Regions from separate parts of the Rattus norvegicus genome. Here region 1 is linked to region 2. A link is a contact called in public Hi-C data. All regions are on one chromosome and are shown on one strand. The core of a region is the stretch at or near the end of the contact, and the rest is flanking DNA. Distances in the headings are between cores, read along the strand shown. Region 1 holds the start of Ctso (cathepsin O). Region 2 has its middle 35 kb from the start of Glrb.

What was found. Hi-C and Micro-C count contacts between places; a contact is called where the count stands out from the background.
Region 1: a contact with region 2 is called in a Hi-C map of liver, with 6 times the contacts expected there. The contact joins the promoter of Ctso here to the enhancer-like site in region 2. A contact is called at or near these places in 11 of 12 Hi-C or Micro-C datasets (the A7r5 cell line, the Rat2 cell line, Schwann cells and 7 more) and 1 of 1 datasets of contacts at active chromatin or transcription factors (oligodendrocytes).

The regions. Positions count from the first base shown.
Region 1 is chr2:169,525,310-169,530,927 of GRCr8, reverse strand. Ctso (cathepsin O) reads right to left here and starts at 2,460. Exons shown (of 8, transcript NM_001427175.1): 1 at 2,289-2,460. The coding sequence starts at 2,396.
Region 2 is chr2:168,537,908-168,543,211 of GRCr8, reverse strand. No RefSeq gene overlaps it. Among named protein-coding and RNA genes, the nearest start is that of Glrb, 35 kb to the right of the region's middle. Within about 2 kb of position 2,446, at least 5 of the 93 cell types and tissues checked have an H3K27ac peak or open chromatin away from gene starts, as enhancers often do.

The DNA of each region.
Region 1 (5,618 bases), core at 1,211-3,710, 990 kb before region 2:
TTGCCTCCAAAGGTTCAAAGTCACAGCTAAGCATGGACAGAAACAGTAAGGAAACACAAAGCTCTCCTCCACTAAGGTAGGCCACCTGAGGTTTTATTTGTGACAGTATCACAAAGCTGAGTCTCTCATCTGCTTTCCACAAGAAAAGTTAAGGTAAAGAAAAGAGAATCAGCCAATACTCACAGGAGACCAAGAGCAGAAAGCAAAGTCTACCTCGTGGGAGTGCGAGTGCCCTTCCTTTCCTTTTCCTTCAGGTAGCATGTAAGGCATCCCATAATAAGCTATGGAGGAGCGTTGACTCATTGAGTAATAATGAAATGGTAGCTGTTAGGGCTGCTGTTTGTTTTCATTTAAGGAATATTCGGTGGAATTTAGAGTACTTCCTTACTCAATTTTACTTTATAGCATAATTTAAAATGTTTCGCTTCATTGTGAAACAAAATAACTTTGTAGATTCTGTACACAATGTGCCTTGTAAGAAAACAGAATCTCCAATCAAGGGATTCAACAGTGGAAACAATTTTGTTAAAATGAAGCTTTTCAGACTTACAAGCCAGTTTCCCTTATCATATATTTTAATTCATACAGGGGGACTCACAATTTGTAGCTATTGTTTAAGGACTAAATTCTCAGAAAACTGGTCATCTAACTTAGCAGGCAAATTCCTGCTACCAGGAACTGCTTGGAACACGGTTTTGGTGTTTTTAACCTGAAGTTTTAAAAATGTAGTAAGATTTTTTTATGTGTTTTCTTCAACTTCCAACCTTTAACTTCCTAGATGGATCCTTGGTTGCATTTCTCTTCAAAAGAGTGGCATTTTCTAGACATTTGTCTGGGGGCTTCAATTTCCTCATGAGTAAAATATGAGTAGGCATGTAAATTACAATTCACACACATTCTATTTTGTAATTTATCAGTGACTGTGACTGTAATCTTGACTGTACATTTACTGGGTTTGGGAATATCCATGGAAATAAACCTTTGAGCCGAGTCTGAGGATGCTTCTAGATGAGTGTAACTAGGGTAGGAAGCCCATCGTAAACTAAAAAGGCACTGTGTCAGGTGATAGGGTTCTGGACTGAATAAAGATAGGAAAATGAGCTGGGAAGACAGTATCCGTGTCTTTCCCTTCCTGGATGTTGATTTAGTGTGGACAGGTGCTCCACACACATGCTACCATGACACCCCCATCATGATAGACTCTCCCCTGAAGTGTGAGCCAAGGCAGACCCTTCTTTAAGTTGCTTTTGTTGGCAACCTCGCTTTATTTCAGCCAGGAGGAAAGAAATTATACACTTACATCGTTGACCTTCAACATTCAAGATTTAAAAAAAACTATTTAGCCAATAAACACATTGTCAACACCCATGATACTGACTACTTCACCCCAGTGGGTCTAGTCCATCAGGAGATGAAGTCAAGAACAGGTCTCGGTAACACATAGGTCAAGGACTCTGGCGAGAAATAGTGCTTCTGATAACAAGAAATGAGCTTAAAAGTAACAAAGGGAGCAAAAAGGGCACACATTTTGATCTGAGTACAACACAAGGGTAGCTGAAACCAACTTAGGCCAAAGAGGACAGCGGAAGGAAGCTGAGCTATGAAGCCCCATAGAAATCTCAGAAAACAACAGGAGACCCTAATTAAATGGCCCATGAGCAGCATCCTTGAATTCAGACTCTGAGTCAGAGCAGATGAGTTTCCTTCTCTAATAAAATGGTGATGGCATCTTTTCAGATTTAAAAACCTGTCAGATAGCATCACCTATAGCAACTGAGGCCAAGTGTGAATCCGCATTCCGGCCAGTTTCCCTGGTTACTGGGGAAAATGTATCCGCGGTTAGCCACTCGGTCCATTTCAGAAAGAAATTGGATTACTATGAAAAATTTTTAAAAGCAATAAAGCCAGAGAGAACTTCATAGTAAAGTGGTAGACAGTGGATGGATAAAGGACAGAGAATCATTTATCCATCTTCGAAGTCTCTCAGAATTAAGAAGCTGCTCCTGGCATTTGAACTTCCAGTCACAGGAGGGAGCTAGTGCCCTCTGCCGGCGGCTTTCTATGAGACAGGTTTGGTGTGGGGAAAGCTTTGGAGTTGAGAGGGCACTTGTTCCCCTTAGCTTTGCCCTGGACATCTTTTAGTGTTTTGGGGCACAGCATACTAATCCTTGCCTTGAGAAATCAAGGCTTTTAGGGAGCTGCTCTACTGGGGAAATGCGCGCTTGGAGTTTGGGTCCCTCCCTAGGAGCCCCGGGGCAGTGGACAAGTAAAGGGAGCGAACTTGGTACCCGCAAGGCAGCCGCCTCCCGCTGGGGGCTCCAAGGCCAGGTCCGGGCGACCCCGCGGCCGAGACAGCAGCAACACAGCAGCAAAAGGCTGGCCGCGTGAGGCTTCATCCCGGCGCCCGAGGTCCTCTGCGCCCAGCCCGCTTTCTCTTTCGGTTTCTCGGCTCCGCCCACTGCCTGAGTCGGGCGCACGCCCTGAAGTAGAAAGCTGCCGGGGTCCCTGCTGTTTTGTTTGTTTGGTGCTTCTTGGGCTCATCACTGACCTTTAGTGCTGTTATTAAGCATTAAGGGTTTCCCTTTTATCTAATAAGAAAGTGAGCAAGGCGTGATTTATACAGCAGCCCGAAGAGACTAAACTTGTGTTTCCTGCCATCTGAGATTAAGCACATTATTTTTCTTCCTGTCGTTTCAAATTGAATATGTGTTCGTTGAATGTGTATACATTGAATTCAGCAGGTTGTATGTGGACGTATAATGTGTCTGAATTTACACGCGTCCTTCTATGGGTCTTTAGAAATAAGTGACAAAACTGTTACTGCACAAAACCACACAATTTCTTGTGGCCATTTCTCCACTTGTAGACAGCTGCACCCGCTTCCAAAGTTTGTGATGAAATTTGGCTAATAAATTCTAAACACTTCATTATATGCTGAACACGTTTTGTGTATTTCTTTGTTTAATTGTTAAGGTTGCTTTAATTTTTCTTACTGTTTTATTATGTTGTTTTCTTCTTGCTTAGTATATTTCATAATTTTTCTTCTTGCTTAGTTTATTTCATAATCCATCCTGTTCACTTCCTACCCCCTGCTTTAATTCTCTGATGTCAGTTTTAAAAATCTTGCTTCCAGAGTGCAAAAGGAACAAGAGGAACGGAACATGTTCAAACCAGTCAACATGTCTGCACACACACATCTCAGCCTAAGAGGTTTCCGGTACAGTGTTGGAGAGCTTTCCTTTAAGGAATCTGGGTGACTGAAGATCTGTGATCAAATATCACAAGTCGCTGGTGACCCTTGGGAGAAGACAGCTAGCCACTTCTCAGAAGGTTTATGCACACGAAATGCAAATTATTGTTTTGGAGTGAGTCTTTTCACTGTGTTTTTCTTTTATCCCTTCTCTGTTTTCCAAAAGCAGAGCCTATGTAGACAAATTGTAATCAGGTTCCCAGAAATGGGGTGTTCTGTATCGTGTCTGTCTTAGCTTCTGTCCTGGCATGTATCTGAATAATCCTAGTGTCCATTTTCTCATTCCCTCATCCCCAGGCTACCCCAACTGCCCTACTTAAAACCCAAACCCCTCCCCCTCTCCACCTTACTCTTCAGGTACTGCCCCATTGTCTCTAACATATGTAGCCATTTGATCTACAGCACTTTTCTGTAATGCCAGCTTCATGAGGGCGACAATTTCATTTCTTTAGTCTCTGATGCACCAACAACATATAGTGGGTATTCAATCAGTAGAGGTTTGTTGATATTAACTTATTAAATTTAGTCCAAATAAACTTTCTTTCGATCACAGCAATTATTCTGAGTTTGGTCCTTTAAGTATAAATGTTTCTCACTCAAAGGATTGTCAAAAGAAGAAAATTATCATCAGAAAATAACTTCAGTTTAATGACAGCAGGAGAGAATGCATAGAGATGGGCAAGCTACAAAGGAGGGTCCCTTGCACAAGAATTGCTGAGATTAGCATACGCAGGAGTCTGTGGACTCCTTTCTATCTCAGTTGCATCTGCATCACTAAACTTTCCAAGAGAAACATCTTATCACAGAGGGTCTAAAGGACCTCCCTGGAGCTTCTCTTCATGCCCAGGTCAGACTTTTTATCACCAGGTCTGCACCAGAGAACAGTTACTCCCTGTACCTAAAAAGCTATAAATCAGATGTTGGTTCTGCAGATGTAGAGGGCTATGACATGCCCAGTGAAGGCATCTGGAAACCTTATTTAGAGTAGATTATAATGGGTCCTGGAGAACGAGTTTCCTGCAGCCTGACAGTGATAAAGTGGGTGATAGAAGCCACTATCACTTGAGGTAAAATTCATAATACTTCATGAGCAAAGAGGCCTCTATTTTCACTTTACAGTGATGACTTCTGTAACCATGTCTGTGGCTCTGAGAAGACAGCATTCTTCTTAGGCAACTGCTCATCCAACAGAGATAAACAGAGATGAAATGTGCAGAAACGCAGACGGAATTTTCTCTGAGATTTATAACCCAGCCATATCCACCAGCTTCCCATTACTATAACAAAATGGCTGACACCACCAATAGATAAAGAAAAATGACTTAATATAGGCTTTTGCTTCTTAAGGTTTCAGTCTAAGATCGGGCAGACGGTTTCATTCTTTTGGCTATTTGTCACAGATGAAAGATGGGACAGATGTGGCAATGACCGAATGCATGAGCATGAGGGTAGAGAGCCACTTCAAGGGCATGAGCTAAAGAACTTCCACAGGGGCGTTCATTGTTATCCAGTAGCAATGCCCAGTGACCAAGCATTTAACAAGGGGGCCCTCAAGGCAACTCTGCATCCAGATGACGGGATTAACTCTGGGTTCCCCTTGTATAGAGGGGTCAGAAAAGAGACATCGAAGACCACTTCTTGCAACTCCCAGCTTGGTGTGTGTGACCATTAGTGCAGCATCACATTCAAAAGCCTGAGGGGAGAAATGCATCCAGTGTGTTCCACAGACCCAAGGGAAGTAAATGCAGACATGTGGAGTTTAAAAATAATAAGGATGGGTGACTGTAAGAAAACCACAAACAGAGATCATGTAGCTCTTCATAGACCAAGTAAGAATGAAATTAGAGTTATATCTATGTAGTAAATATACGATTATTTTAGGGGCCTTGAGCAGGCTATTATCTGGGAGAAGCAGGGGTCAATATTATTTTTAGAATGAGTGTATATAGAGGAGAGTGGCAGGAACTACTAATATTTGATGGCTTGTGTGGATGGGGACGGGTTGTAAGTTTTATTTAAGGATACAGGCACTGGTAGGTGACCCATGAGTTTATGGCATACACAAGTTGACCTCTTTGGACTTTAAAATTTAAAATCAACCAAAAAAGAGGGGAGAATGAAGTTGGGATGGGGTGAGAGTGGGCCTTCAAGCAGTGGGAGGCAAATATAATAAAAATACATTACATATATGACATTATCAAAGGAATACTATAAATACTAAATATATAAAATACAGAGAATGGCATTACATAGGAGGAGGTAATTTCATCAAATGTATAAAATAATGTTTGGAAGCTACTTCAGCCTTAATTTAGTTATCTATACTATGTATAATCTCCAAACATGGGAACTTACAATACCATAGCCT
Region 2 (5,304 bases), core at 1,197-3,696:
ATCATTTCAACAGCTTTTTCCCTTTAGTGCTGGGATTAGGCGGACAGCCTTCTAAATGTTAGGCAAGTGTTCTGCTGGGCTAACTCCTCAGCTCTCAGCATTGACAAGTTTTAGAGAACTTGATTTTAGTACTCTTATACCATTCTCTGTTTTTCAAATAAAGAATATTGAATTTAAATGTATAAAGTTCAGAATTGAGAAAACAAAAAAAAAGTCTAGTTTTCCCCCTAGTATGAGCAAGCAATCTTAGGGAGGAAGAATTAATATAAAATTTGCTTCCCACATTTTGGAAAAACACTGAGACAAGCCACAAAGAAATAGCAGGAATTAGCTACAGTCCAAAATGCTGCAAACAAGTGGAAGAGATTAGAATGACCAGAGAGTCAAACAGACCACAAGGCAGGACATTTCATGACTACCATAGAGATACCAGAAGCAGGAAGTGGGAAAGGCAGGAAATTCTAGCTAAATAAGTTGCTGAATCTCAATGCCAGTTCCACAAGACTCTTTGTTGAAGTGCTAATTTGGAGCTCATTGAAGGATAAAAATCAAACATACTTACAAAGCAGTAATTGGCAATGCATCTTGTGTTATTTGAATTTCATGTCAAATTGATGTATAAAGTGTAGGGATAGTGTTGTATGGGCAAAAAAGGACCTTATAATTTACAACCTATTAACTAGTTGTTTATTTTGATTATTGATTTTGGACAAATCTCTTAAAAATTGCCCAAACTCCACATCCCTCATTGTGGTGTCTTATTGAATGACTGCCAATAGAATTTAAGCTTCATGGGTTTACTTGATTCTGTTGTGATTTTTAGAGCCATCGAACATATTTTGTTTTTAAAACAGTGTAATATGCTTTAAAAATTACATACAGAAGCTTAAGAAACAGTGAGGGATATTCGGGAATGTTGGATCAATGTGTTTGCTTCCAGACATGCAAACAAAGAGGAAAGGATTTCTTTAGTAGTAGCACATGGTAGGGGGCTGTTTTTAAAGGCATTGTTGTTATTGCCCATTGTAGGAGGATGTCTCTTCAGTAGACTGTTCTTATAGCATACTGTAGGAAGAGTGTTCTCAATGGAGTTGTTCTTATAGCACACTGTAGGAAGAGTGTTCTTAATGGAGTTGTTCTTATAGCATATTGTAGGAAGAAATGTTCTTCATGGAGTTGTTCTTATAGAACTGGTAGGAAGAAGTAGAATTGCTTTTTGTCCTGCACAGAAGTATTGCATTTTTACTGAAGTGGGAGAAAACATAATTACCTTTTCCCAGAATCAAAAGAACATTGTGAGAATCAGAAAAACATTGTGACCTATTGTCTTAACAACGCTTTTCTTCATGACAGTTATGATATATTTGGAAAATACACAGTAGTTATTAAGGAAACCAGTTTTGAAACTACTGAATAATTAGTCTAGCACATACATAGGGGTTGAGTTTTGGGCACATTAGCATCTGGAAATCTTGACATTTTTCTGGAATGCTCAAATAAGAACCAAAGTGACATTAATTAAAATACTGGATTCTGAAACAAAATAAAGTGTAGTAAAGGAATAAAAATATTGGAAGTTGTGACTATGGACACCGACAAGAAAGACCTGAGGCTAACACTAAACTTCAACACTATGATTCTGGAATTTATTAAGCAAAACAATGTGTGGAACATTTGGAAACAATCTGTGTGCTACATTATGCATTCACGAGCTAGTTATTTGGATATTGTGGCATTTTTGGTCACTGAACTTTTGAAAAGATATAGACAAACCGAAATTGATCGAGGAAGGATGAGAACAATAAGAAGTTAGATCATTCAGGCCTGGAGGAAGTTTAAAGAATACTAAAATTTTACACAGAGAAAAGCCCTGAGGAGCAGTCTGGTTGCTATGATTGGGTGCATGAGCATTTTTCTAATATTAGAATCAATTAATAGTTTCCCCTTGGCAATGCTACCTAGAATAAAAGGGGGTTTAATAAAACAAACTTTTACTTGTTTTTGACTCTGCCTTTCTTTGTTCAGTGATGGACATGCTAGAAATCATCTATGTAATCCTTGGGAGGATAAGTCTCTCTAGAAAGTAGAAAGCAGGTCCCCAGATCTTTCTGGACAGAGTATCCTCCTTAGTAAATGGACTCCATAGGTATCTCTGTGTTTAGCTGGTATTAGAAACCAGATATTTGGCTAGTTATCTTTTAACATGGTAAACAGTAAACTGTAAGGAAGAGATAGCCAAGACTACCAGAGTCTTGAGAAATACAAGAAGATCTAACTAAATCTACATAGGCCTATAAACAGTGGTTCTCATCTGCTAAGACACTGGGAATATTTCTCAAACAGTACTAGCAGAGTCTGGGCCGTGGCTACCAACAGCGATGGTTCATAATGACCAGAAGCAAGACTGTGAAATCCTTGCAAGGTCAATTTCAAAATGCCATCCTTCTTGGGAGGTGCAAGGCTCAGTGGCTATGGCTGTCCAGTTGTCAACAGAGACACCATGTGGTGGGGAGAAGTAATGACAGTCAAGATATAAAACAGCTGTCCAGGTATAGGACACATAGAAAACTCGGTTTCTCTTGTAATCAGGGTATTTTGTACTAAACTAGAGATAGAATTGCATTCACAGTCCAAGGTAGAAGCGTTGCACAGAAAAGGACCACCATATTAAGATTACATTTTAAAGATAAAAGGAATGGCTTAAATTCAAGTTGAAAACATAATAATTTATAAATTACTCATAAAAAGCACTCCTAATATGTCTAGATTAAATAAAACCTTCCCATGTTCAACTCCCATGGCACTAGAAACCTCTACTTAGAATTAATCATAACTGAAAATTTGGATTTCTTGTTGTACCTCTGGAAAGTCTGTCTCCCCTTCAAAATGTGAATTCTACAAGAACGCATATTTCTCGCCTTGTTCCTTTACTGTAAACTCAGGTCAAAGGTGTTTCTAACATGCAGCGGATACAACATTTGGTATATAGACATATCCAATTATCCAGAGACTACAGGGCACTCTTACTCAATTTAACAGGAAAAATTAAATGTGGTATTCAAATCCCTTCTCACAATGAGAATCCCACCCCCAATATATAGTTACTAAATATCATATTAAAAGAATTATTATAGATAAGAGTCAGCACCAGCCAGACATAATTCTGTCAGGAAACAGAAAAAGAAGTGTCTTAGGTTTCTCTAGAGGAACAAACATGACAGAATGAATGTGTGCACGGTGTGTGTGTGTGTGTGTGTGTGTGTGTGTGTGTGTGTGTGTGTGTGAAGGGAATTTATTAGAGTGACTTACAGGCCGTGGTCTAGCTAGTCCAACTATGGCTGTCTACCAACGGAAGTTCCAAGAATCCAGTAATTGCTTAGGCTGAGAGGCTGGATGTGTCCACTGGTCTTCAGTATTTCCGGGATCCTGGAAAGTAGGCTCTGATTCCAGTGAAGGCATGAAACTTGCCAGCAAGGATGAAAAAAAAAAAAAAAGGCAGACGGAGTCAGCTTCCTTATTCTTTCCCTTTATAGAGGTTACCAACGAAAGATGTAGCCCAGGTTAAAGGTGGACCGTCCCACTTCAAATGATCTGGATTAAAGGCATATCTTCCCACTTCAAAAGATCCCGATTCAAAGTGGGTCTCCCCACTTTAAATGATTTAATTAAGAAAAAATTCCTCACAGGTATACCCAGCTGCTTGGGTTTTAGTTAATTCCAGATGTAGTCAAGTTCACAACCAAGAATAGCCACAGAAGCAGGCATGGTTCCTATTTTTATTAGGTTAATATTCAAATCTTGATTCCAAATCCTAGTAAGGAAATTACAAAGGAAGTTACAGACTACTCTTGGGCATAAATGCAATTCACAATTATATAAATTCCAATACCAGATGAGGTCTTTCCATATGCAAAGTTAGTTGAACATTTGCAAAAATGACATCACTGCAATTTATTAAATGAAGGAGGGCAAGGGAGCCAAGGAAAATGGCAGGGTTCCCTTGATAAGACTTAGAAAAAGTATTTGAGCAAATGCAGTATTTATACATGATAAAAAATCTCAAATATTAGGAATAAAGAAAAACATATTAACCTATAAGTGAATAGATTTACATAAAAATATAAAAAGATTTATAAAAATTTTTAAAAAAAATAGAAAAATTAAGAAGTTATAAAAATGGAAATCCCCCTTTAAAATCAGTAACAAGAAATTAATTGAAATTTAAAAATTCACTTTCAGTATACCATTCAATATTTTGCTTAGAACTACTGACACTGTAATTAGTAAAATAAGGTAAGAAAAATGACACAGTAATCAGAAGCAATGGAGGTACACAAAGTCATTATTCATAAATAATCATATGGCCAGAAAACATGAAAAAGTTGCTGTTACAATCAATTGATGAATTTTTCAAGTGTGTTGGATAAATGTTCAATATGCAGAAATAATTTGCACTATAGTAACAAGACAACAAACATAAAATGAAAAGTAATAAATGACAATATTACATCATAATCAATAAATATCAAATATCTATAAGCAAACATGCCAAAACCTGCATACTAATTATAAGCATGATGTATACTTATTAGATGGTACGATCTTTGAAGGCACAATATTAAAAAGAACAGTAAATTTTCTTCGATGTGTGCATAGATCCTATAAAACCACAAGAAAAATCCCAAAGGTTCTATTTTTTTTTTTTTTGGTTCTTATTTTTTTTTTTTTTTCGGAGCTGGGGACCGAACCCAGGGCCTTGCGCTTCCTAGGCAAATGCTCTACCACTGAGCTAAATCCCCAACCCCCAAAGATTCTATTTTTAATCCTAAATTAAAACTGCAGACAGTGTGTAGTGGTGCACATCTTTAAGTATCTGGGAGGCTGAGGCAGGTGAATCTCTGTGATTTTGAGATCAAGTTAGTCTACACAGTGAGTTCCAAGACAGCATGGACTATAACAGAGAACCCATCTCAAAAGAAAAGCCATTTTAAAATATATGCAGATTACTCCAATAATCATCTTGGCAGGGCTGATGGAGATAAATAAAAGTAGACCCAACCAAATGCCAAGAACCATACAGTAAGTCAACATAATATTTATACAAAGATAGCCTAGTTCGACCATGGACCAGAACAGAAGATGTAGAACACCCTCTCCTGCCCTTATCAGACTGTCGATCAATGCCCTGAGGTACGTGTAGTCTATTTTGCCTTTCAAAAGGCAAAGCTTATTCCCCATCTAAAAAGGCTACTTAGAGCTGATCATTTTCATTTCTCCTTCTTTGAGCATCATTTCAGTTGAAGA